Regions from separate parts of the Mus musculus genome. Here region 2 is linked to region 1. A link is a contact called in public Hi-C data. All regions are on one chromosome and are shown on one strand. Each heading gives the region's core, a stretch centred on a gene start, on an enhancer-like site or on the middle of the called end of the contact. The rest is flanking DNA. Distances are from core to core; before and after follow the strand shown.

Region 1 (4,116 bases), core at 882-3,381:
ACAAAACAAAACAAAACAAAACAAAACAAAACAAAACACAAAACAAAAAACCCAATCTTCCCTCCCAAAGAAAAATCCACCAAAGGAGGATAACTCGTAAATGGGAACACTGAAAGCTGACATCTGGTCTTTGTACACAAGGATACACACACATAGACAAACAAACAAACAAATGAACCAAAGACCAAATCGCAGGAAATCTTTTGGCACCACTGCACATTCTAAAATATGAATACTTTTTATTTCTTAGTTAGTTGGAGGGGATGTTTGTACACACATATAGTTGCATGTGTTTTATATGTATCCTTTATAATGAAATCTTGCTACAAAAATAATCAAACTTTTCCTATTTGAACACTACTTCATGATGGTGTATTAGCACCTACAAAGCATTTGCTAGACCAGGTTTCTCATCTTGTGTCTTGGTGTTTGCTGAGGTAATGATCCCAGTGACAGGCCCTTTGCTTGTGTAATGTGGCTTTTAAAACTCACACTTTCTTGCTGATATTAGTAAGAGATTTGTGGAGTCTTGCAGGATGCCACAGAAATCCCTGTCTGGAAGTGATGGCAGCATTGAGTGACAGGATGTGTCACTAAAATACAGTGTGCAAATAATTTTTAAGGGGGCTGGAGAGGTAGCTCAGCTGTTGAGAACACTGAATACTCTTCCAGAGGTCCTGAACTCAATTCCTAGCAACCACACGGTGGCTCATAACCATCTGTAATGGGATCCGATGCCCTTTTCTTGTGTGTTTGACGACAGGTACAGTGCATTTATACAAAATCAATCAATCAATCAATCAATCTTGGAAAACAGTGATATCCTTGAGCCTTGGATGCTTTCTTTTCCTGATCTTATGCTGGTGAGCTTTTCCCAGCTTACAGGACAAATGACAGTGAAATGAACGATACATATCAGGCCTTTCTTTTATGGCCACTCTCTCTGTATATACTTTATTACTCCATTTTCTGCTTCAAATTTTCTATCTCAATATCCACACACACAGGATTGGTTCATAGTCTGAGCTGAAGGAGATTTTTCTGATCCAAATATTCGAGTTTTCATTCAGTTTAACTGCTGCCACTTAAAGCCCCTTTATAAATTTCACCAAATGCATTCACTATATGTGTTACTAAATATAGAGCACCTTTTCTTTAATTTTCCTTTGATTCGCTCTCATTATCTTAATCTTAAAGAAATACTCATGAAACTGTGGGCATGATGCATTATTCCTGGTTTTTCTAATACTCCTGAAAATAGAATTGTGTTATGAACATCCGTAAAAGTCACATTTCTTCATAAACTGTATTTGACCTACAGTCATTCTCACTTCACTTGAGAAAAATCTGATCGAACTTAGAGTGGCACCCCTCCCTCAAATAAATAACAAAGCAAAACAAAAAACCCAACTGTTCCCCTGCTCTCCAGTAGGGCTTACTGAATGGCAAGGCAGCCTGCAGCCAGCTCTAGCCTCGATGCTCATGGGCCTGCCAATCTCTCCTTTTGTCTGTAGACCGCTCCCTTTGGGGTTTGCTTACTGCCCTTTGTTTAGGACTGCCATCTTTCTGTTGCTGGGCTCCCTCTGAAAGGTGGGTGAATTTATGCCCTGGGAACCCAGCCTTCCCACAGCTGCAGTGCCAGCCGGGCAGCTCAGATACAGCAGCTGAGCAGACCTACCCGAATGGTAGTCAGTCCCTGTTTGTACATGGGCCAAGTCACTGGGGCATGTGTGACTGTGTTCAGAGTAGGCTGTCTGCCTCCCCATCAACCTCTTGTCAATAACAGGGGGAGAGCAGACTTCTGTGACAATCCAATTTGCACTTCTCCTCTGTGATCATCTGCCACTTGGACGTAATTGATTTATATTCTTTAGCCAACTCTCTGGCTTGGGCATTCTTGGTCTATTAAGTCCCGATTCCTTCTCAGTGGCATGGGGCATTTCTTACAGCGTTTGATTAAAGATGCCTTTCTTTCCTTCCCCTCATCCTTTTTTTCCCTTCATTCTTTTCAGGCTAAGATGGTTTGGGTATTTCCAGAAGGCTGCCATCGTCTTTTAGTGACACATGTGTCTATGACGCCACTGGCAGGGCCTTCCCCTTGCATGGCTGAGTCTATTAAGAGCTAGTGAAGCCTGAAAGGAAGAATCAATGTTTCATTTGCATCAGAAGGCTCCACATAGCATCACATCCTGCTGGACACAGGCTGGACAGCACCTTAATGTTAATCAGCTTTATTCGACATTGAATTTTTCAGGATAGCTATTTTGAAACCCACAAATGTTAGCTCTGGCCCTGCCCCCTGTTCTAAGACACTCGTCTGCCCTTTTGCCAGACTGTACAATTTGACACTCTTGTTCAGCGACTTCTCGCTCATTAAACTGATCAAGATACAAAACTTGTTAGTTAATTTTTCATGCACTTGAGGGATCTGGTTGCATATTTTAATGATCTGCTCTCAGAATGTGCTGATCAAACTGCATATTTTGTTGATTCGCTGTGACATAGCCTTAACTACAGAGATGCTTGTGCGGGGTCCTGGTTGATGTGAGCTGCATCCGGGAAGCGCTGAGCAGAGACTGTGTGTGCTAATTGAGCTGTGCGGCTCCACAGAGGCGTTGACACATTCTTTGCTGATTGATCTGAATAATAACCATTTGGAAATTTCATATTCCGTATCTCAGGGCTCGGATGATATCAAAACCAATATTTATTTGAGTAACAGTCATCCTAGTGAAACCTTAAGGCTTATTTTTTTTTCATTTCCTTGAGGTTAGATTATGAAAATGGAGGAGACAGGAGAATGCATGCACATAGACAGAGAACACACACACACACACACACACACACACACACACACACACACACACAAAGCATGATGGAGACAAAGAAGCCAAGGAGTGAACCTAGACAAGGCCAAAACAGAAGATAATGGCAATACTTAGCTGGCTATTCTAGATCCCATTGCTGCTGAGGCCATAGGTATTAGTCTTGTGCATTTGAAAAGGAAGCTATATATACTATGCTATCTCTGACTACAAAACACTTATCTTAAAGGAAGCATCATGTAGAAATGTAGAAATGTGTGAATGAAGCGTCAGAAAACCCTAGGGATTTCCTCAGAAAGCCAAGGATGGTGGGCTCTTAACGAGACCCATGTGAGTGCTCATGGATCCTAACAAAGCAGGGTCTTTAGACCCCATTTGCTAAATCTATTTAAAAAGACAAAACTGTCAACATCATAGGCATTTTCAGGATTCGAATCATCTAAGGTAGGAATAGCCAGGTTATAACTTTAAAAATAATCACAAGCAAACAAATACAGAGACCTACAACTGGATAATATGCAGAGAATAAGAGAGCTTGGAACACTCAGTCCTAAATGGAATACCTCCATCAAATACCTTCCCTCAGGGCTCAGGGAACTCTGCAGAAGAGAAGGCAGGAAGATTGTAAGAGCCAGTAGGGATGCAAGATGCCAAGGAAACAAGTTGTTCTATGCACAGCAGGACTGATGCAGATATGAACTCAGTCTGCAACAGAATGCACAGGTCTAAGCCAAGTGGGATCTCAGCCATGGGAGGGGAAGTGGCACAAGCCCCCATCCTTAATCCAGACACAATTAAAGTACCACAATTAAAGGCAGGCTCATACTCAGCAGTAGAGAGCCAACACAAAACAAACTCAATGGTATTTTTGGAGAGTTTTGCCCTCAAAATGCCTTGTCTGGGCCTTTTCTTCTTTACCTTACAGGTAATTTGCTTATATACAGTGGTTTCTGTTTTTATGTTTTGATGATTTTTGTGTGTCTGTGAAATGTGTGTGTCTGTCTCTTGTGCTCTTTCTGTTTTTTTCCCTTTGTTCATTTATTTTCATTTATTATTAGTTTTCTCCCCCCTTTTAATATGCTTGTCAGTTCTCTAATGAAAGAAAAGAAGAAATTGTATGGATTTGGGTGGGTGGTGAGTTGGAGAGGTTTTGGGAGGAGGTGGGAGATGGGAACTAATCAGAAAATATTGTATGACAAAAATACCCATTTCCAATAAAAATAATTCCAACCAAGGAAAATTATTTTACATCATATGCAGTGCTTAATATACTACTAAAGCACACTATTAA
Region 2 (4,116 bases), core at 628-3,127, 1.0 Mb after region 1:
CCTTAGAAGGAAAAGATGTTCTAGGAAATGCATTGTACCCTTTAGTAGCATTGATATAGTGAAACAATAGCTGTAGCTTACATTTATTTTAAAGTTTAATACATGGGCAACTGTGGTAAGGTTATATAGCATACTAATGATAGTCATTTATTTTTCTGGTATCAAATTTATAACTAGTTATATTCTGGATATTACATGTTTTTAATAAGATGAAGCTACTTGTTCACGTTTACATTATTTAATGTTTCAAAAATTACCCTCCAAAAATACTGTACCAATTTAAATTCTCACTAAGAGTACAAGGAGCTTTCTGTCTTTCAAACAAAAGCTTTTTCGTGTTTACTAACCTGATATGTCAAAACGATTAAGCACTAACTATACAACTTCTGGTGGTAATAGAGATTTGGAATTTTAAATCACCTAATACATTTAAAGATAGAATATTCCAAAGAATGAGTTGAGTGTGTGATGTTTGTCAGGTACAGACAGGCCTTGGATGATCCACAGCCCCTGTGTTGCCTCAGTATTTATAGTATTGAACTTGTACTAGTTCGTCACACCTCCTGAAAGCCACAGCTATGAGATGGAGACAGGTCCATTTTTTCTTAGTATCTTATTCTTGCATACTATAAATTCATTTACCTAAAAACAAAAATGTGTTTGAGGGTTTGGTGTCAACTGTATTTATTTTCTGAACTTCATTCTGAATTCTCTGTTCTTTTTGGATGTTCTTATAATCGAAGAGTGATTTCTTTTTGTGGAAATACTACTTACTCTACAGTCTGGGCTTTGTTCTACAATACTTTCCTATCTGGTTCTAGGTTTGTTTCTCTTTACATTTATTTCTAACTCACGTTTTCTTTCATGAAAGTGTACCTGGTGAGGATTAGTTGTTCTTAACAGGAGAATATGCTAGAGCCTCAGGAGATGGCACCCACCTCTGAGTACACAGTAAAGTCTTAGCCATCCAGCACGTGACTGCTGTTGCTAACTATGCTTCAGAAAGATCAGAAGAGCAATGACGGACTAACAAGAATAAATTTAGCCTCCACTGAAGTATAAAATGGGGGACAATGTATTAGCTTAGAAAGTGGCGTAGCTGTCTAGTCTGAAATGTCTGTGTCTGCAGTGTAAGGCAAGGACTCGGGATGCCTAAGAAGATGAATTATTTATGAGGAGATTACTTAGCAAAGAGAAGTAAATTATCCTGAGTACTATTTCATCCAGGTCCTGGGAAGACATGATGGGCTATCCTCACTGCATAGCAACGATTACCTCTGCTGAGGACTGAATCACCAGGGCCCAGCTCCCCAGATCTTCGTCCTCTGGATAGTGGTGTGCACTTAGTGCAAAGCTACTTCTCTAAGAAGGCTGTCCATGCTTAGCTGCCTTTTCAATTGCCGCTTTCCGCGGATTAAGCTGGAGAACTGTCACCGGGAAGAAAATGCCTCATAGCAATGGCATGCTAGACACTCTGGGTATCCTACAATGCATGCTGATCTAGCTAGTGTAACGCTGAACCCTTACCCAAGGAGTTAGAACGCTGCATAGATCCTTGATGCATCCTTATCTTTAGAAGCTATGATATAGCTTGTTTTAAGATGTTGTCCCACATCAACTTGGCACCAAGTGTTTAGCCTTAAGACTGTTGTGTCTGGCAGATAATCCCCCCAGTGTTCAAAAGCAGAGTAAATAATCCTGTGCCACATATGTAGCAGATGTGTAGCTGGGTCTTCATGCAGGTCCCCACAACTGCAGCCAGGGCTACCCCTGACTCTGTTGCCTGCTGTGGATTCCGTTGCCCTAACTGGGCCACCTTGTCTAGCCCCAGTGGGAGAGGATGTGTCTAGTCCTGCAGTGTGCAGTGACTTGGTGTGCCAGTGTGGGTTGGTACGGGCGGGGGGGGGGGGGGGGGGCGGGGGGGCGGTGATAAAGGGAATGGCTTGTGAGGGGAGACTTGGAGGAGTGGTAGGGCTGCACTCAAGATATAAAGTGAATAAATTAATCAATTAATGAAAAAATAACAACAACCATGTGCAGCATGGGCATTTCTGTTAATTGAAGGATTAGGAAAGTCATTTTCCAGTTGGACCACCAGGTGGCAGTATTGCACAAAGGCAGAAGTCCTGTGGTCCTGTGCTGAGATGTTTCTATGGTTGAGCCAAATTTTTCTCTTACATTTTCCATCACTTAACTGAGAAGCATCTATTGATTCTACAGCCACAAAATTTTAAACTTCCATGCTCCAATCCTAACTTTTGATAATTTTAATTTGCATATTTGCAAATTAATTTACCCTTTTTAGTTTATACTTTTTTTTAATGTTGGGCTGAAGAAATGGCTTAGTAGGCAAGAGCTCTTTCTTGCAAGGGTAAAGATATGTGTTTGTATACCAGCACAGGGGGTGAGGGGCATGACAGAAAGAAGCCAAGTGTAATCACATGTGTGCTGTGGAGCTCACACAAGTTACTGGGTCCTCCTGGACCAGCTCCAGGTTCAGTGAGAGATCCTGTCACGGGAATAAGGCGAGCATGCTAGAGCAGGACAGATGTCCCCCAGCCTCCATGCTTGTACACTGCACACACTGTGGAAGCACACAGGAAATGCACGGTGAGAGTAACTGAAGAGGGAGAAACCACAGCTCCTCCACATCTTTTTAAGGCAGTTCAGCTTGTGGTCAGCGTCCCCCACCTAAGCTCTATGGCAGCAAGTAGACTTTATGAGGCAGCGTGGACTACGGAATGTTGAGTTCTTGAGTCTTGTTGGACTGCGTGTCCCACTTTCCCTCACACAGAATATTGGGTCTACCTCTAACTCAGGTTCATAAATGTGTATTATAACTTCATCACTAGGGCTGTATACCTTCTAGGCTCAGTAGATCAGAAATATACAAATGTTTGAAACCTGGATGGCATGGGAGGGGTGATGTTGCCTCCAAAATATAAGAAAAACGCCAAATAAAATGTAATGACTTTTTAATATATATAAAAATTAACATTGTGATTCACATGACTATAATTGGTTATTAGGTTTCGTATTGATAAGCAAGCCTTCATTTGGAAGCAGGTTGTGGCACAGACTTTTTTCACTTTGTAAGACTGTCTGCTCTGCTTTTCTTTGATGATCTCCCAGAAATACATACAGCCTTCAGGGTCATTTTGTCTATAAGAGTAGAAGTCTCTCTTATGTATGCAGACCAGCTTCCTTTAGTGTGAAATGAATTCAGTTTGAATCAAATAAAATCCTAAAATAGTGAATGAATCATACCATTAAGCACTAGTTTATTTGGGATGAAGGGATGGTTGCGTCTATCAAACATTTGTTGTGTAAGCAGGAGGCCTGGGATTATTTATTTCTTGTGAGTATATTCTGTGGTTAATAATTATGTGGTTATTGTTATATATTTGTTTATAATCTATTAATTCACTCAACAACGAAACTCTCCAGTAAGCACAGGGTCTTCTCTAGTTTGTTCTCCCTTTGTCTCTAGGGCTTACCAAGCAATGTTTAATGAGACAATTAAATTGATAAGTCTCCAAATTGAGAACAAAATAATCTAAGAAAAATTTGATTTATGCATACATAACTCATCCTCTATACATTTTCCATAGTAATATTTGTTTTGAGCTCCATTCAGAAAATAGGTGTTAAGTAGTAGATATAAGTCAAAAAAAATAGAAATTAAATAAAATAGAGCCCATAGATGTTGAAAAAAGATGACCAAGGAGAATTGATCTCCTAGTCATTTGTTCTGTATTATATTTTAATTTTAACTTCAGATTCCTATCTAATTCATACCATACACTTCCTGCTGTCTTACTGCTAATCAGTCACTCCTCAGGCCATCATCTCTGTCAGAGAAGATTGAAGTTGACCTGAGTCAGCGCATGCCGCTGCTCCCTTCAAGGCAAGAGCAGTAATTTACCCATCTTTGTGTTCCAGCACATAGTGCTGTATATGGGCCATGGCAAACACGGCATGCAGTTGGGGTGGGGGGCAGTAAGAAGTTTAGCTTTATTCTTACAGAATACAATGTACCTTTTTAGAAAGCTTTTATTTCAAAATACTTTTAAGTAATCTTAAAAGAGTCTACCCAGTGGATGATGCGAGGATCAG

Evidence for each region. A called contact is a pair of places that touch in the nucleus more often than the background predicts.
Region 2: a Hi-C map of ganglionic eminence shows a contact between it and region 1, with 3 times the contacts expected there. The contact joins two enhancer-like sites. A contact is called at or near these places in 4 of 39 promoter capture datasets (the 3T3-L1 cell line, the C10 cell line, hippocampal neurons and 1 more), 6 of 15 datasets of contacts at CTCF or cohesin (the NIH/3T3 cell line, embryonic stem cells, hippocampal excitatory neurons and 2 more), 172 of 484 Hi-C or Micro-C datasets (the 3T3-L1 cell line, 3T3-L1-derived adipocytes, the AML12 cell line and 91 more), 13 of 115 datasets of contacts at active chromatin or transcription factors (the NIH/3T3 cell line, PVALB interneurons, astrocytes and 9 more) and 2 of 9 other capture datasets (embryonic tail and embryonic trunk).

What each region holds. Positions count from the first base shown.
Region 1 is chr3:66,324,095-66,328,210 of GRCm38.p6, forward strand. No RefSeq gene overlaps it. Among named protein-coding and RNA genes, the nearest start is that of Veph1, 29 kb to the left of the region's middle. Within about 2 kb of position 2,132, at least 36 of the 459 cell types and tissues checked have an H3K27ac peak or open chromatin away from gene starts, as enhancers often do. A contact at or near this core is called in ganglionic eminence, where this site is marked.
Region 2 is chr3:67,350,469-67,354,584 of GRCm38.p6, forward strand. The region is part of intron 8 of Rsrc1 (arginine/serine-rich coiled-coil 1); the gene reads left to right. Among named protein-coding and RNA genes, the nearest start is that of Mlf1, 22 kb to the right of the region's middle. Within about 2 kb of position 1,878, at least 10 of the 459 cell types and tissues checked have an H3K27ac peak or open chromatin away from gene starts, as enhancers often do. A contact at or near this core is called in ganglionic eminence, where this site is marked.